Linked DNA regions of Mus musculus: regions 1 and 2 are each linked to region 3. Evidence: chromatin contacts called from public HiChIP or PLAC-seq data. All regions are on one chromosome and are shown on one strand. Each heading gives the region's core, a stretch centred on a gene start, on an enhancer-like site or on the middle of the called end of the contact. The rest is flanking DNA. Distances are from core to core; before and after follow the strand shown. Region 1 holds the start of 2610028E06Rik (RIKEN cDNA 2610028E06 gene). Region 2 holds the start of Sh3d21 (SH3 domain containing 21). Region 3 holds the start of Mrps15 (mitochondrial ribosomal protein S15).

Evidence for each region. HiChIP or PLAC-seq counts read pairs in DNA pulled down with a chosen protein or histone mark.
Region 1: an H3K4me3 HiChIP or PLAC-seq map of embryonic stem cells shows a contact between it and region 3, with 13 read pairs. The contact joins the promoter of 2610028E06Rik here to the promoter of Mrps15 in region 3. A contact is called at or near these places in 1 of 484 Hi-C or Micro-C datasets (nephron progenitors), 1 of 115 datasets of contacts at active chromatin or transcription factors (embryonic stem cells) and 3 of 9 other capture datasets (adipose tissue, liver and pancreatic islet).
Region 2: an H3K27ac HiChIP or PLAC-seq map of embryonic stem cells shows a contact between it and region 3, with 8 read pairs. The contact joins the promoter of Sh3d21 here to the promoter of Mrps15 in region 3. A contact is called at or near these places in 5 of 39 promoter capture datasets (the HPC-7 cell line, embryonic stem cells, liver and 1 more), 1 of 15 datasets of contacts at CTCF or cohesin (pro-B cells), 7 of 115 datasets of contacts at active chromatin or transcription factors (effector CD8 T cells, embryonic stem cells and pancreatic cancer cells) and 3 of 9 other capture datasets (adipose tissue, liver and pancreatic islet).

What each region holds. Positions count from the first base shown.
Region 1 is chr4:125,920,380-125,925,298 of GRCm38.p6, reverse strand. It overlaps 2610028E06Rik (RIKEN cDNA 2610028E06 gene), which reads left to right and starts at 2,896. Exons shown (of 6, transcript NR_015560.2): 1 at 2,896-3,222; 2 at 3,331-3,426.
Region 2 is chr4:126,161,224-126,165,841 of GRCm38.p6, reverse strand. Sh3d21 (SH3 domain containing 21) reads left to right here and starts at 2,501. Exons shown (of 16, transcript NM_001162533.1): 1 at 2,501-2,617; 2 at 2,719-2,876; 3 at 2,977-3,040; 4 at 3,271-3,389; 5 at 3,576-3,666; 6 at 3,819-3,874; 7 at 4,062-4,107; 8 at 4,219-4,319; 9 at 4,421-4,507. The coding sequence starts at 2,614. Thrap3 (thyroid hormone receptor associated protein 3) reads left to right here. Exons shown (of 12, transcript NM_001356455.1): 12 at 225-1,760. The coding sequence ends at 446.
Region 3 is chr4:126,044,929-126,049,755 of GRCm38.p6, reverse strand. It overlaps Mrps15 (mitochondrial ribosomal protein S15), which reads right to left and starts at 2,828. Exons shown (of 8, transcript NM_025544.2): 1 at 2,557-2,828; 2 at 2,278-2,322; 3 at 1,043-1,121. The coding sequence starts at 2,686. It overlaps Csf3r (colony stimulating factor 3 receptor (granulocyte)), which reads right to left. Exons shown (of 17, transcript NM_007782.3): 17 at 4,781-4,827.

The DNA.
Region 1 (4,919 bases), core at 1,647-4,146, 120 kb after region 3:
TTTCTCCCCCACCAACCCCATCCTGGTCTGGCGTGCTGGAACACAGTTAGCTCTCCATTGTCAGAGCTGGGAACTTCAGTATCAAATTAAATGCAAACAGATGGATCTTGCTCATCTGTGTTTTTTTCTCGAGTCCCTCAGCTGTCCTGGAAAAAAACAGGGCAGCGGCGAGGACATCTCTGGGCCGCCTCGCTAATGAGCAAGCTCATTTTCCTTGTCCTCCTCCTGCCACAAGGAGAGAAGGATTGTTTTCTCTGTTTGGCAAGCCAGTATCAATATTTCCAGAGTGAAGCAATGAAGAAAATGGCCCCAGGCTTGAACAGTGATGGAGGCTGCCAGAAGACGGCTGGGCAGGGGGCTTCCTTCCTTTCCGGTCTTTCCTCTATTCCATGTTCCCCAGCCCAGTGGAAAGCCAGGCTAGGGACCCTCCCTGGAAAGTCATCATCCTCCCCTCTTACCCATCATCCTCCCCTCTTACCCATCATCCTTCCCTCTTACCCATAGGCTGCCTTGCCCGTCTTGTGTCAGACGGAGGCTCAGGCCGAGCACAGAATGTGCCCAAGTTCATAGGTAAAGATGGGCTGGGACCAGGCTTCCTGGCTTATTCTTCCACACTTTTCCATGTGGTTTGAATGAAACTGAGCCACATAAACTTTTAGACAGTAGCCTTGTTGGAGGCTGTTATTAGTGGTGGACTTTGAGATTTCAGAAGCTCAGGCCAGGCCCAGGGTGTCTCTCTTCCTGCTGCCTATGGATCCAGATGTAGACCTCTCAGCTCCTCTCCAGCACCATGTCCCACCATGCTGAGACTGGACTAAACCTCTGAACTGCAAACCAGCCTTAATGAAATGTTTTCTTTTATAAGAATTGCTATGGTCATGGAGTCTCTTCACAGCAATGGAAGCTCTAATTAAGACACCGTGATACTACAAAGCTATACAATCTTTTAGGAACATCTTAACTTACATCTCAACTCAAAATACATAACAGACAAAACAAGTAAGGCCAGCAAGAGTGACAGAGGCAGGAGCTTAGTCAAGGTTTCTCATGGTTACGTAGACATTTGAAATGCCTTTAAGGAGCCCCGGGACTCAATGGAAGGAAAATTCACAAATCTGGATTCTGTATGTTTCTAAATCTGCTAGATTGTTGTTGTTGTTGTTGTTGTTTTTGTTTGTTTGTTTTTTTGAGACAGGGTTTCTCTGTGTAGCCCTGGCTGTCCTGGAACTCACTCTGTAGACCAGGCTGGCCTCAAACTCAGAAATCCGCCTGCCTCTGCCTCCCGAGTGCTGGGATTAAAGGTGTGCACCACCACTGCCCGGCTTTTTTTTTTTTTTTTAACTTTTTTTTTTTAATCTGCTAGATATTTGGGGTCCTGGATTGTTGGCCATCTTTCTACTGTGAGCATCAAGTAAGAAGGGAAGGGGAACCTACCCTTTACTTTCAGGAGGGGCAGTTAGGCAAAGGTCAGACTCTGAGCTGGAGAACTATGCTTTTGGGTGTGCCTCACTCCAGCCGAGTCTGCTTCATGTTTGTCCTGGGTTGCAGTGAGAGCCAGCCTACGAGGGTGACCCTTCCCTCTGCATTATGAGGAAAAGGCTCGGGGTTCTCAGCCTCTAGCTGTCTGTGTCCACGGGAGGACAACCGATTTACTCCTTCCTGAAAACAGTGTCCTCAGCCCTAGGACAGAGACAACGGCATTGTGACCCTTTGTGTTGTGTTGGAAGACCCAGTGAGGTGAGAGGCTTGCAGGTGACGGATGAGGCTTGAGGCTCCAGTGTTCCCTATGCACTGCTCCTTAACTTCCTACGTTCATTTTTTATTCAACAAATGTCGATGTGAAACCCTGGGCCCTGGCTGGTTGCCAAGGATACGCACTGGCTGGGAGGGCTGCTGGGTGTGAAGGGCAGGGCTGCATGGGATGCTCAGATTTTCCGTTCACATGGATGGGATGCTGTGTTGGCTGCAGCGCTTTCTCCTCAAGGAGATTATAGCAGCTACTGGTTTCTATGGTCTGTCTGTCTGTCTATCTGTCTGTCTATCTATCTATCTATCTATCTATCTATCTACAAGAAGTTATCTTTTAAGAAAGAATGATGAATGATTACCAGGGCTGGGGACTTGCTGCTATAGGGGACTGTCTTAACTCCTGATAGCCCCATGACTCTAATCACACCTACTGGGCAGCTGGAATGATGGAGCAGTTGATCCGGGATGCTCCAGTTGCCACTGCGTTTCTGTGAATTCTAACACACAGGGAAGAAGAAAATGGGCCTTGAGGAATTGGATGGCACTTGACTTTACCTTTTATTCCTCCCCGCCACACAGTTTCAACACATATATTTGTATACTATGGCTAGAAGTAAACTTTCTCATTGTACAGAAAGGGAAACTGAGGCCCTCAGAGGGCTAGGCTTTATTAGAGTCTTTCAGCTAGATAGTAGCAGAGCTGGTGTCTACATTTGGGTCCCTGGACCTTGTCCTTGTCTGCATCTGGCAAACTGGAGCATCATTTGGCCGTGCGAGACATCTTCCCCATCCTTTGCAATCAACACTCTGAGCCTTTGCTTCCCTGAGGTCAGGGCTAGGGTGGGCTGATCTCCACTAGGCTGGGCTGAGGTGGGGGTGTACGGTGGGATGCAGGGAAGAAACGGTTCACTTCAGAGGCACTCCCTAGTTCAGATGTATCTTCTAACTTCCTCAAGTTTCAGGCCACACAATTAAGGCCTTGCTAATAAGCCATCAGTCTTTGTCCCACAAAGAGCTCGGCAGGCCTCCCTCCTCCTTTGGGAGGGGATCAATGCCTTATCTCAGCTGGGCCTCTGTGCTGGGAAGGAGGGAAATGAAAGCACTTAATTAAGGCGCAGAGGAGCGGAGAGGGAACCAGGCCACGCCAGACGCATCATCTCTGGGTCCTGGTATTCATCCCCTTCCCGCCCAGCCCCGCCCCTGAAGACAGCATGCAGCTGCAGATTCCAGGGAGACTGCTGCTTAGGGGGGCCTACTGAAGCCATAGCCCTGTGTGAGGAACTCAGGATGAGAAGGTGAAGATCAGAGACTCTCAGAGCCCACCTACAGCTTGTCCCCACGAAACCCACCCGACTTTTCCCTGCCTAGTCCACTCCACCACCGATTGGGTCTGGCCCTGGCTGTGGGCAGCGAACTGGAATCTCGAGCTGAGGGAACTCTGCCATCCCGGGCATGGATTTCGTGTTCTTTCAGGTAAGAAAAGCTTTCTTGGCCTCATTTTCCTCTTGTGAATGGAATGCTTCTTCATGCTTCAGCAGGGAAGGGGCTGTGTGTGCTCAGCCATCCACAATTCCTCTCTAGGTCTTGGATATAAAATGCTTTCCGGAGGCCCCGTGCTTGAGCACATGATCACCAGCGGGTGGCGCTGTTTTTTCGAGGCTGTGAACCATACAAAAGGTAGGGTCTTGCCTGGAGCGGCGATGAAAACCTTACCTCCTAGAACTTTGCAAAGTTGGAAGACTCAGTTACCAGAAAGAACCCTCTAGCCTGTGTGAATTCTCCCTCTCTTACGCGAGTCTCTGTCCTCTGTGGGCCTGCCTGGTGCCTTCAGAGACCCCGCTGCCTCTGACCTTGGAGAATCCCTACCACTGGGGCTCCTGTTTAACTCTAGCCTTTCACATCCATCCCTTGGACAGCAGGGGGCACCTTCTTAGTTCTGCGACTACCACAGGGCCTGCCTGCATTGCGGAGGGCAGATAATAGAGGATCCATAGAAATCTCGTTCCGCTTCCCTCGCTCTGGCTGCTGCGTCCCATCCTCCCAAGCAATTTCAGCGCAGCAGGAGCGCAGGTTGGAAGGCATTTTTTGTGCAATGGTCACACCCAGCATTGCCCTGCTTCTTTACCACCCAAGGGGACAGGAGTAGAGGGACGGAACAGGATCTCTTCCTTTAAGCACGCTAGGCAAGTGCTCTGCCACTGAGCCACATCCTCAGCTGGATAGCTTGAAATCAACTTGGGTAAGAATATTCACACCAGGGCCTTTGGCAAGTGCTATAGATGACTACTCACTGTCGCATCTGTTTTCCAGCACACCACTGAAGTGGGCAACACTCACCCTGTGGGCATCCTTTATTGAGGGGCTCAGACACTGCTGGGTATGAGCCAGGTGGTGACACTCATCCTGCCGGTGATCCTTTGTTGAAGAACTCAGGCACCACTGGGTAAACTGTCTTCCTTTCTGGTCCCTAGTTGACAAGGACATTTTCCTTCTCCGTGGCATGGCCAGGCCTCTGTTCGCACAGTGATGGCTAGCCAGTGGATACATCCTTGTATTGGATTTCTGTCTTCTCCAGTTTATTTGCTCTAGCCACAATGCTTATTTCTATAGACACATACTCTCCATAGACCGTCTTTTTGCAAGCTATTCTCCCAGCGCAATCTTGGACTCTCCCCTTAAGTACAGGCTATGTCTGTTTCCCCTGCCCAGAGTGAACCCTTTCTGTGCTTTTGTTCTTTAAATTTTTCTAGTCCTGTGTCCAGGTGGGACTGTACAGAGTCTCCCCCTAGCAACAACTCCGATTTTCTTTCGAGCACCTTCAGTGGGTGTGTGGAAAGGATTTAAAAATAGTCCGTTGATTTAGGGGGTAAAAGGAACGTTTTTGCGGTCTGAGTCTCACCTGTAAGTCTGGCCTGATACGCTCACTGCTTCCCTCTCTGGCTGATTTAGTTTCCATTTGCGAGTGTAACCACCACCTGTGTTGCCTCCTGTGAACTGTGTTTCTCTCGCCATTCCCCAGTCACAGCTGCCCAGGAACCTTAGCACCCAGTCCCGGGCCGTTGATCCTCCAGTCGTCTCGGCAGCTCTTTCCGGAACATGTGTTATACGTCTTCATTCCTGGCTTCTAACTCAAAGCTGCTCAAACTGTGCTCACTGACATATGATCTGTG
Region 2 (4,618 bases), core at 1,252-3,751, 120 kb before region 3:
GATGCCTCTTGGTCGGTCTGCGTTTTGAAGGTGTCACTGTGCAGTGTTTGTTCTGTTGCATTAGTTCTTGGAGTTCCTTAGTTACAGCAGGGATGTTCCTCGGTCTGAGCCTGTGGGAGCTTTGAGTGGGAGAAGGGCAGAAAAGAAGGCTGCGGGAGGCATAGGCGCTCTGGCCTGTGGATGGGTAGAGTGCTAGCACTGATGCCAGTCTTCTTCCCTTGCAGCATGACGACCGGGAAGGCGAGGGCAGCGACAAGTGGATGGGCCGAGGCCGAGGCCGAGGAGCCTTTCCCCGGGGGCGGGGCCGGTTCATGTTCCGGAAGTCCAGTACCAGCCCCAAGTGGGCCCATGACAAGTTCAGTGGGGAGGAGGGAGAGATAGAAGACGACGAGAGTGGGACAGAGAACAGAGAAGAGAAGGACAGTTTACAGCCCTCAGCTGAGTAGGGGCCGCTCTTGATGGAGCCCTTGCCCGGGGAAGAAAGGCGCTGGGAGAGGCTGGTGGAGCTAAACAAGGAGCCTCAAGAAGATCCTGAAAACGCCACCCCACAACCCACTTGCCACACAGAATCCATCCCACGACAGCAGAGTGTCCCTGGTGCCATCCGTCTCACTGGACAGAGGACAGGACGTTGCCACCGAGCCTAGATGAGACCACACACTGGGCTCCTGCTGCTGCTGGTGGTGTGGGGGGTGGGCAGGGTAGGGAGAAGGATGCTGATGCTTGGACTTTGTTTTGGTTTTGTTGTCCCACCCCCACTCCCACCCCAATTAGAAACCAAGTTTTCTTCATTGCATTTCATTTGGAACTAAATGGGAATTTGGTTTTCAGTCTCTTCCTGTCCTGAGTTTTATTAAGAAATCCTTTTTTCTTTTTCTTCTTTTTAGGGGATATATAGTAATATTAGTGTAAAGATTTTAATTTGGGCAACTTTGACTCTTAAGAGAAAACAAAGCATGTGAATAAAAATTGAAGTGTTCACCTCAGTTTGGGACCAAACTGCTTGGATCTTGTACAAACCGGTTTTGTATGTTGAGGAGGAGTTTAAGGCCTTTCTGACCACCTCGTGTTCCCCTTTCTACACAGCCATGTATCCCGTGGAGTTGCTCCCAGCCTCCCCATGCACCCTGCTCTGTCTCATTTCTCCTGGGCTGGGCTTCCCATTCTCCACCAGCAGCTCCAGTGTCCCAACCTTTGTAGTCCTGCTGGTCTTCAGCAAGAGGAGTGGAAACTGGAGGGCAGTTTCTGGACGGTTTTCTAAGAAACTTCTGAATTCTATTATCTTTACAAATACAAGATGAGAAAATAATTTTTTCAATATTTTTTATTAATCTTTTTATAAAATGAAAAGAAACGCCTATGATTAAGGATGGTGGTTATGGCTGGGTGGTCTGTGGGGTTGTGTGTTTTTGGGTTTTTCCTTTTTTTTTTCTCTTTAACCTTACGTTTTGGGTTGAAACATTTTCAGATGTTGGGGGGCATCCTCATTAAAGGGTCCTTGTGCTTGCCTTCCGGGGCAGCGGTCCCCAGCAGGTGAACCGCTGCCTGCGCGCATCTGTTGGACGCCGACTGCACCCTCCTCCCTCCCCAGCCTTCGCTCTTGGGTTGTTGTGCATACTTCCCTTTACTTTGCTAATTTCAATAGTTATGTTGGTTTTACTTGAATGATTCATGTTTAGGGGAGAACAAAAAAACACCCTTAAATTTTTGTTTCAACTCCTCCTGCAAATAAAAACAATAAATGAAGTGGCAGATGTAAACGGACTGTGTTTGTTGCTTGTGTGAGTGACCCTGGGTTAATAGGTCCCATAGAATATACCATAGTTTTCGTCTCTGGGAAGAAGGACTTCTTGTTCTCAGTGGAGGCTGTGCATTCTGTGTTTTTGACTCCTCCAAGAACCAAACCTAGCTACCATGCCAGAAGTCAGGACTTTGGCTTCCTTGGTGCTGGGGCAGGGGTCAAGGCTGCAGTGAGCTGGCTCGGCCTTTATATGTTAACCCACAAGGAAGAGGTGAGCCTAGCCCAACTGGTAAACTGGGTGGACCCTAACCTTCAGACTCTTGCCAGCCCTTATTAAAAGTTGATTCTTGCTGCCTTTCCCCAAGGAGAATCTGCAGTAGTTATCAGAAATCCAACTAGGCCCCCAAGTGAGTCGAAGCTTCAGGGGGGGTTGAAGTTTGGAATATACCCGCCATAGCTTTTCAGAGACAGGAGCTAGTATCTCTATCTGGGGCCACTTTCCCAGGAATGGCCCCACCCTGGTATGTACCTCTTCCACCTTCCCCTGCAGCTAAGAACTTGCAAGCCAGAAGAGGGTGGGCCAGGAAATGTTATAAAAGACATAGAGTCTGGCCTAGGTTGGGAGACTTGGCTAAAGTAGAGCTCTTGGGGAAGCTGTTACCCCAGCCCTGGGCTGAGACCCTGGACTCCTCCTTCAAGAATTGGGGCCCAACCTGCTGAGCCAGGCCGCCCACTCCTACTACCTGGATCCTGACCTATGACTCGAGTCTCCGCCTCATCCACATCCAGTCTACCGCCTGGCGGCTTCGCCCGCCCTCCGAGCACCCAATGCCCAGCCTGACGGTCAGGCTGCGCAGGGAGCCCCAGAAGTCATGGGTATGTGTGTGGGGGTTCGGGGTGGGTTCTTCTAAACACTTTCCGAAGGGCAAAGTCCACGGACGTCCCCACAGCCTTTCTTAGCTCGCTTCCGCCCGTAGAGGTCCTGGTCCTGGCCAGATACCGAGCGCAGACGGAGGACGAGCTGAGTCTGGCTCCGGGGGACGTGATCCGGCAGGTGTGCGCGGGGCCCGCTCGGGGCTGGCTGCTTGGGGAGTTGCGGGGCCGCCGCGGTCGCTTCCCCAAGCGCCTGGTGCAGGTGAGGCCTGGTACGGGTATGGCTGCGCGGGGGAGCAGGAGCGGCCCTGGCCTCAGCCTCGGGCCTTGTGCCTAGTGCCGCCCCTATGTGATTTTCCCAGGAGATTCCGGAGGCCCTGCGGGGCGTCACCGAGTCCAGACCGCGCTTTCCGCGCCGTAGTCGCCGTGAGTCGGGCGCTGGGCCGGCGGGTGGGGCCTCACTGCCCGCGTGGAACATGACGGCTGTGGGTGGGGCACCCGCGGCTATTTTGCAGCCCCCTGATTGGCTTGAAGTACAATGCTCCGCTCGAGGGCGGGGCCTGAAGCTACTAAAGGGAGTTCTGGGGTCCAACTCTTCCCCAGTGCTGCAGACGGGGCTCCCTGCTCAGAGCTGCTTCCCTGCTTGTCTGGCCTAGGTCACCCCATCAACTCTCGGGACCCCCAAAGATGGTGCAGAGTGAACTTCAACTACAGCCCAGAGCAGGCAGACGAGCTGACGCTTCAAACTGGGGAGATTTTGGAAGTGATAAAGGAGGTGAGGGGTCCTGGGGGCACTTGGGGAGATGCTGCAGCTATTCACACAGAAGAAAGTGAAGTAAGGGTGGGGGCGATGGGAAGGGAGGCAGCTGGGGAGGATGTAGTCCTTGGGTAGAACCAAGGATGGACACCTCAGTTACTCTTGGACAGAACCAGATGCTCCCGCATCCTTCCCCTTCCCCAGATTGAGGACGGCTGGTGGCTGGGAGAGAAGAACGGGCAGTTGGGAGCCTTCCCATCCAACTTTGTGGAATTGCTGGACAGTGGGCCCCCAAGTGAGACCGTGACCCTGTGATCCCCTGGGACCAGACTCAGCAATCTTCAGCGATCTTCCCAGTGACCCTCCTGACCTCGTGACCCCTTTGGCCCCCTCCCTTGACCTAGCTAAATTAGCACCTCCCTAACACCATCGATTCTTCTTCTGCAGGCCTTGGAAATACAGACATACCGCCAATTACCCCAAATTCACAGAGGCCTCCTAAGGTAAATTGGGTCATGGTGGGCACAGCCAGCGAATTCTTTCCCCCCTGCCCCCAGAGCTGAGGATTGAACCCAGGGCCTTGGGCTTGCTAGGCAAGCGCTCTACCACTGAGCTAAATCTCCAACTCCCAGCGAATTCTTAAAATGGCTTGACACTTGTCTCATTCCCCCCTTTCTCTGCCCCCAATAGTTGAGCAACTTGACATATGACAGCCCTCCAGACTACCTGCGGACAGGTGAGCCCTCCCTCGGTACCAGATCTATGTGGGAGGTGAACTGGCTAGGTTGTTGGAGGGAGTCACTGGCTGCGGAGGGAAGGGCTACACACTAGAGTGACCTTCTTTTAGTCTCCTGCCCTGAGACCTGCAGGGTCCTATTTGACTACCAACCCGAGGCCCCAGATGAGCTGGCACTGCAGAAGGGGGACCTGGTGAAAGTTCTGAGAAAGGTATGAGAGGATTAGGAGTTACAGAAGAGTAAGGAGTGGGGCCCAGGCAAGAAGAACTTGAGCGATGCTCACCTCCCCCCACTGGCTTGTTTCCTAACCAGACAACTGAGGATAAGGGCTGGTGGGAAGGAGAATGCCAAGGCAGAAGAGGAGTTTTTCCTGACAACTTTGTCATCCCACCGCCCCCAGTGAGTATGGAGTCAGGTATGGGGAGGAGAAAGGAAAGGCAATTTAAAAAAAAAAAAAACCGGGAAACCGAGTATGGTGGTACATGCCTTTAGACCCAGCATTTGGGACAC
Region 3 (4,827 bases), core at 1,579-4,078:
AAAATAGTTCAGTGGTTCAGCACACTTGTTCTTGCAGAGGGCCAGAGTTTGGCTCCCAGCACCCATAGCAGTTGGCCTATATCCTGTGATTCCAGTGCCAGGGACTCCAATGCCTTATTCTGACCCCTGTGGGCACTCACACATATGGGCACATATACACACGCTGATACACACATGAACATAAGTAAAAATAAATTGTAAAGAACATTTGAGGTGCAAGAACAAATGACAGTGACTTCTACAAGAAATGCAGCTCTGGTCTGTTGGGTTGAAGACAGCCAGACAACTGGGGTTGTTGGCTCGAATGTCCTGGTTTCGTCTCAGGGAAGGCAAAGGAAGGATTTCCACCTCAGATAGACACAGCCAGATTGCACAGTAAGGAAGGATGGAGCCAGTCCACTGTAGAGGGGCTAAGCAGAGGGACTCTGGTTTTGGTGTCTGTCAGTTCTGGATTCTAGTCCTAGCTCTGTCTTTTAGTTGTATAACACAAAGCATTTATACAAACAGGACACAATTTCTTCTCTTACAAAGCTTTTGTGAAGTCAAGAGAAGAGAGATTTCTTTTTTTTTTAATTTTATTTATTTTATGTATATAAGTACACTGTCACTGTCTTCAGACACTCCAGAAGAGGGCATCGGATCCCATTACAGATGTTTGTGAGCCACCATGTGGTTGCTGGGAATTGAACTCGGGACCTCTGGAAGAGCAGTCAGTGCTCTTAACTGCTGAGCCATCTCTCCAGCCTGAGAAGAGAGATTTCTACCAAGACCAGCAGAGCATGTTAGTTCTTTGGCCTCTGTTAGTGTGAGGTCTTCACTCAGAGTACCAGAAACAAAAGGCGAGCTGAGCTCTGTGAGCAGCGGGTGCCCAGCTGGCCACCTGAGCCCATCAGACCTGCGGCCCTCATCAGTGCTCACATCCAGGGCTCCACAGAATCCAGTTTCAAGTACAACAGGCCAAGTCTTTAGGTCACCCCTTTTCTACTCCCTGTCTATCCTCCCAGGAACGCCTGTACCCACAAGCACGTTGCTTTCCACTTACTTCTCTATGTTGGGGATGATGTCCTTGTATTCTTTGATGAACGCAGAGGAGGGTGGTTCATCGTCCTGCTTGGGTTGGACTGTCAAATACAGGATAGAAAATACTCAGCGTGAACTCCCATCCTCCCAGGCTCCATCCCTCTCACTCACTCCCCGAATCTGTGGCAAGTACCTAAGGGTTTAAGGGTCTCAAACTAGGTTAGCTCAGTTTCTCTTTTGCAAGCCTTGTGGGCACCTGCATGTTGCATGCTGCAAACAAGGGGCCTTTCTCAAGACATCCACTGTGCCTGCAACACAAACCGACTTGGCTCTACAGTTATCAGATTCCTCACTGGGATCGGTTCTCCCGTGGACAGGAGTGAGTTTGGCTTCTCTTTAACTCCTCGATTCCCCAGCCTAGTCCATAGTCTAGTCTAGAAGTAGCACTTTAACAAAGCTTGCTGGTTGACCACATGAATGAAGTACAGGGTGAGAGGAAGTGCTGCTAGCTTTAAGGGAATGTCAATAGCCAGTTCGCATCACTAAAAGCTCGGCTTCTGTGTGTGCATTCCTACTATGTCACTGGAAGTGAGGTTGAAGCCTGTAGTCCAACCCAGTCCAGCGCAACCAAGATAATCTATCCTCTCAAGCCAGACTCTGTCCTGCCACTATGCAAAGGACACTAGAAGCAATAAAGACTATGATATCACAGTTTATTGTGCACGGGGTTAAGGGTGCTTTTCATACCGCTGCCATGATTGAATCCTATTAACTGTGTTCCAATGGATCCTTTGACACTCATTTCAGCGCTGGTTCACAAAAAAAGCAAACTTGCCTCAAATAGTATGTGTTTGTTAGAGGGCCCTAAGGCATGCTAACTTAGGATGGGAAACTTCATCCTTCCTCTCAGAATAGCAGATAAAAAGTGTTACATTCCTAGAATTGTAACTCTTGCTAGTGTTGCCAGCCACACACTCATTGGGTCCAGCCAAGCTGGACTGGGTTGGACCTCGGGCTTCGACCTCACTCTCATCTGACACAGTAGGGATGCACACAACGAGGCGGAGCTTTTGGTGATCTGTATTGTCAAATGAGTGAGTGCTTTCACGCGAAAGCTCTTACTTCTACCTTCTCGTGCACCCCTAAACAATGAATGTGGGGGGGTCTTGGCCTGTCCCTTTGCGCGCCACCTCTGTTCCCTTGTCCACCCCAAGCCTTCCAGGCGGCCTCAAGTCTCAACAACCCAAGTCCTCGTACCTGGTTTCTGGACGGCGGCGTATGCTCGCGCGGCGCGCAGTAGACCTACGCAGAATAGAAAGGGCTGAGACTCTGCCATACACAGCCCCTCATGTCCCTTCTCCCACGAACTGTAGGCACCTGCACCTAACTACCGCCTCACTTCCCTATCTCCCTCCTCATCACCCCTTCCCTAGCCATCACCCTCTTTCTCATCCTGTCACTGCCTTTCTCGGGTCTCCGGGTGCCTGGTCTCCTCCATCTTCGCCCAGTCCCTTGGGACCCAGCTCGGCGGCTCACTCGGAGGCTGCAGGCCACAGCGCGCAGAGAGCAGACTGGCGCTACTTCCGCCCCTCAGCGCAGGGACTGGGGCCCGTGTCACCGCCTGGGCACGAACAGAGCTCAGCGCACGCCACGCGGCCCGCAGCATGTTGACTCCCGACTCGACGGGGGGCCCGCACCGCCACTGCCCGCTCCGCGGTGGATCCAGGTTACATGGGCGCAGCCATGACGGTTCGGGCTCGACCAATCGAGGTGAGAGCGCGACAAGAGCTGCCGAGGGCTGAGCGAATGGATCGGTTCCGGATTGTCAGGGAGCTGGGGCGGAGCCCAGGAATTTGGCCTGGTGGGCGGGCCTGTTTCTACGCTTACAGGCCCGGAGCACTGTGTGAACGCTATAATGTCACCTATTGACCTTGCATCCGGCCTAATCACTTTCTAAATTCCTTATGTTCCTGACCTGGTCCTCAGTTCTCAACCTGTTGGTCAAGACACATGGGGGGTGAAGGTTGTTGAGCGACCTATTCATAGGGGTCACACATCAGATATCTTGCATATCAGATATTTATATCACAATTCATAATAGTAGCAAAATTGCAGTTATGAACTAGCAACGGAAATAATTTTATTAGAGGTCTTCACAACATGAAGAACTGTATTAAAGTATCTCTGCATTAGGAAGGTTGAGAACCATTGCCTGGGGCTGGAGAAATGGCTCAGCGGTTAAGAGCACTGACTGCTCTTCCTAAGGTCCTGAGTTCAAATCCCAGCAACCACATGGTGGCTCATAACCACCTGTAATGGGATCTGATGCCCTGTTCTGGAGTGTCTGAAGACAGCTACAGTGTACTTACATATAACAATAAATAAATCTAAAAAAAAAAAAAGACTCACAACCATCTGTTCAGCTACAGTGTACTCATATACATAAAATAAAATAAATCTTTAATTAAAAAAAAAAAAGAGAACCATTGTCTTAGGTCCTAGTTATTTTAGGGCTTCTGTGGGACTCTCCTTACCTTCTCCAGAGGCTAATATTCTTTCTTGGCCCTCCTCCAGACACCGGGGCCCTGTAAGAACCCTCAGGTTCTAGCCTTCTTTCGTTGGCTTGTATCTCAGTGACTAAGGATAGAGTTTTTGGTAGGGTACTGAGCCATTACTATGAGACCCTGTGGGCAAAGTCTACCTTTATGGGCTGCAGTGTTCTCAAAACATCAAATGAGATTGGTAGCAATGTCTTTTACATTGTTCAGCCTATAGACCGAAGCAGCTGTATACAAAACACATGTTTAAATAGTCAGTATTCGGTACTCAGCTGTGGTAAAACTGAAATGAGGGATGCAAGGGCAAATATAAAGGAAAAGTAGTGGGGAGGGTAAAGAGAGGGGCAAGGAAAGAACACACCATCCCAAGCCTGAGATCAGGGCCGGGGAAAGTAGACCCAAGACAGGCAAGGCTTTTGTGGAAAGGTCTCCATTAGCACAGGGAATAATCCTGACAAATGTGGTTACATGAAACTCAAATGACATTAGGCAACTGAAGATGTGGTTTGGTTAGCAGAGTCCCTGCCTAGAATGCACAGTCCTGGGTTGGATTCCCAGTGGTACGTAAAAACTGGGTGTAGTGGCATATGCCTGTGACCCCAGGACTTTGGAATGGAAGGCAAGAGGATTAAAAGTTGTTCGAGGTCATCCTTGGTTGCATAGCTGGTTTGAGCCCAGACTGGGCTACATAAGACCCTGTCTCAAAAAGGGGAGGGGCAGGGGAGATGGTTCAGTTGGTAGAGTGCCCACTGTGTAAGCATAAACATCCAAGTTCAGATCCCAGCAGCTGCGTGTACAGTACAGGGGCTCGGGGAAGTTGAGTAGGTGATCCCTGGAGCTCATTGGCTCCTTGGATAGCTGAATCCAGGAGCTCCAGGTTAGCCAGGTGGTGGTGGCGCACGCCTTTAGTCCCAGTACTCGGGAAGCAGAGGCAGGCAGATTTCTGAGTTCGAGGCCAGCCTGGTCTACAAAGTGAGTTCCAGGATAGCCCTCTTCCAGCCTCCGTGATAACAGACATACAGGTGAGGCACAGATATGCACGCAAGCAAAACACTCAGACATGTAAAATAAAATAAAATCTGACCGATGAAGGAAGGAAGGAAGGAAGGAAGGAAGGAAGGAAGGAAGGGAGGAGATAAATGATTCTGAGAAATACCTTCTTGACTGTTGGGCCCTGAAAGTGAAAGCCACTTCCTGGTGGTGGTGCACACCTTTATTCCCAGCATTTAAGGCAGAGGCAGGTGGATCT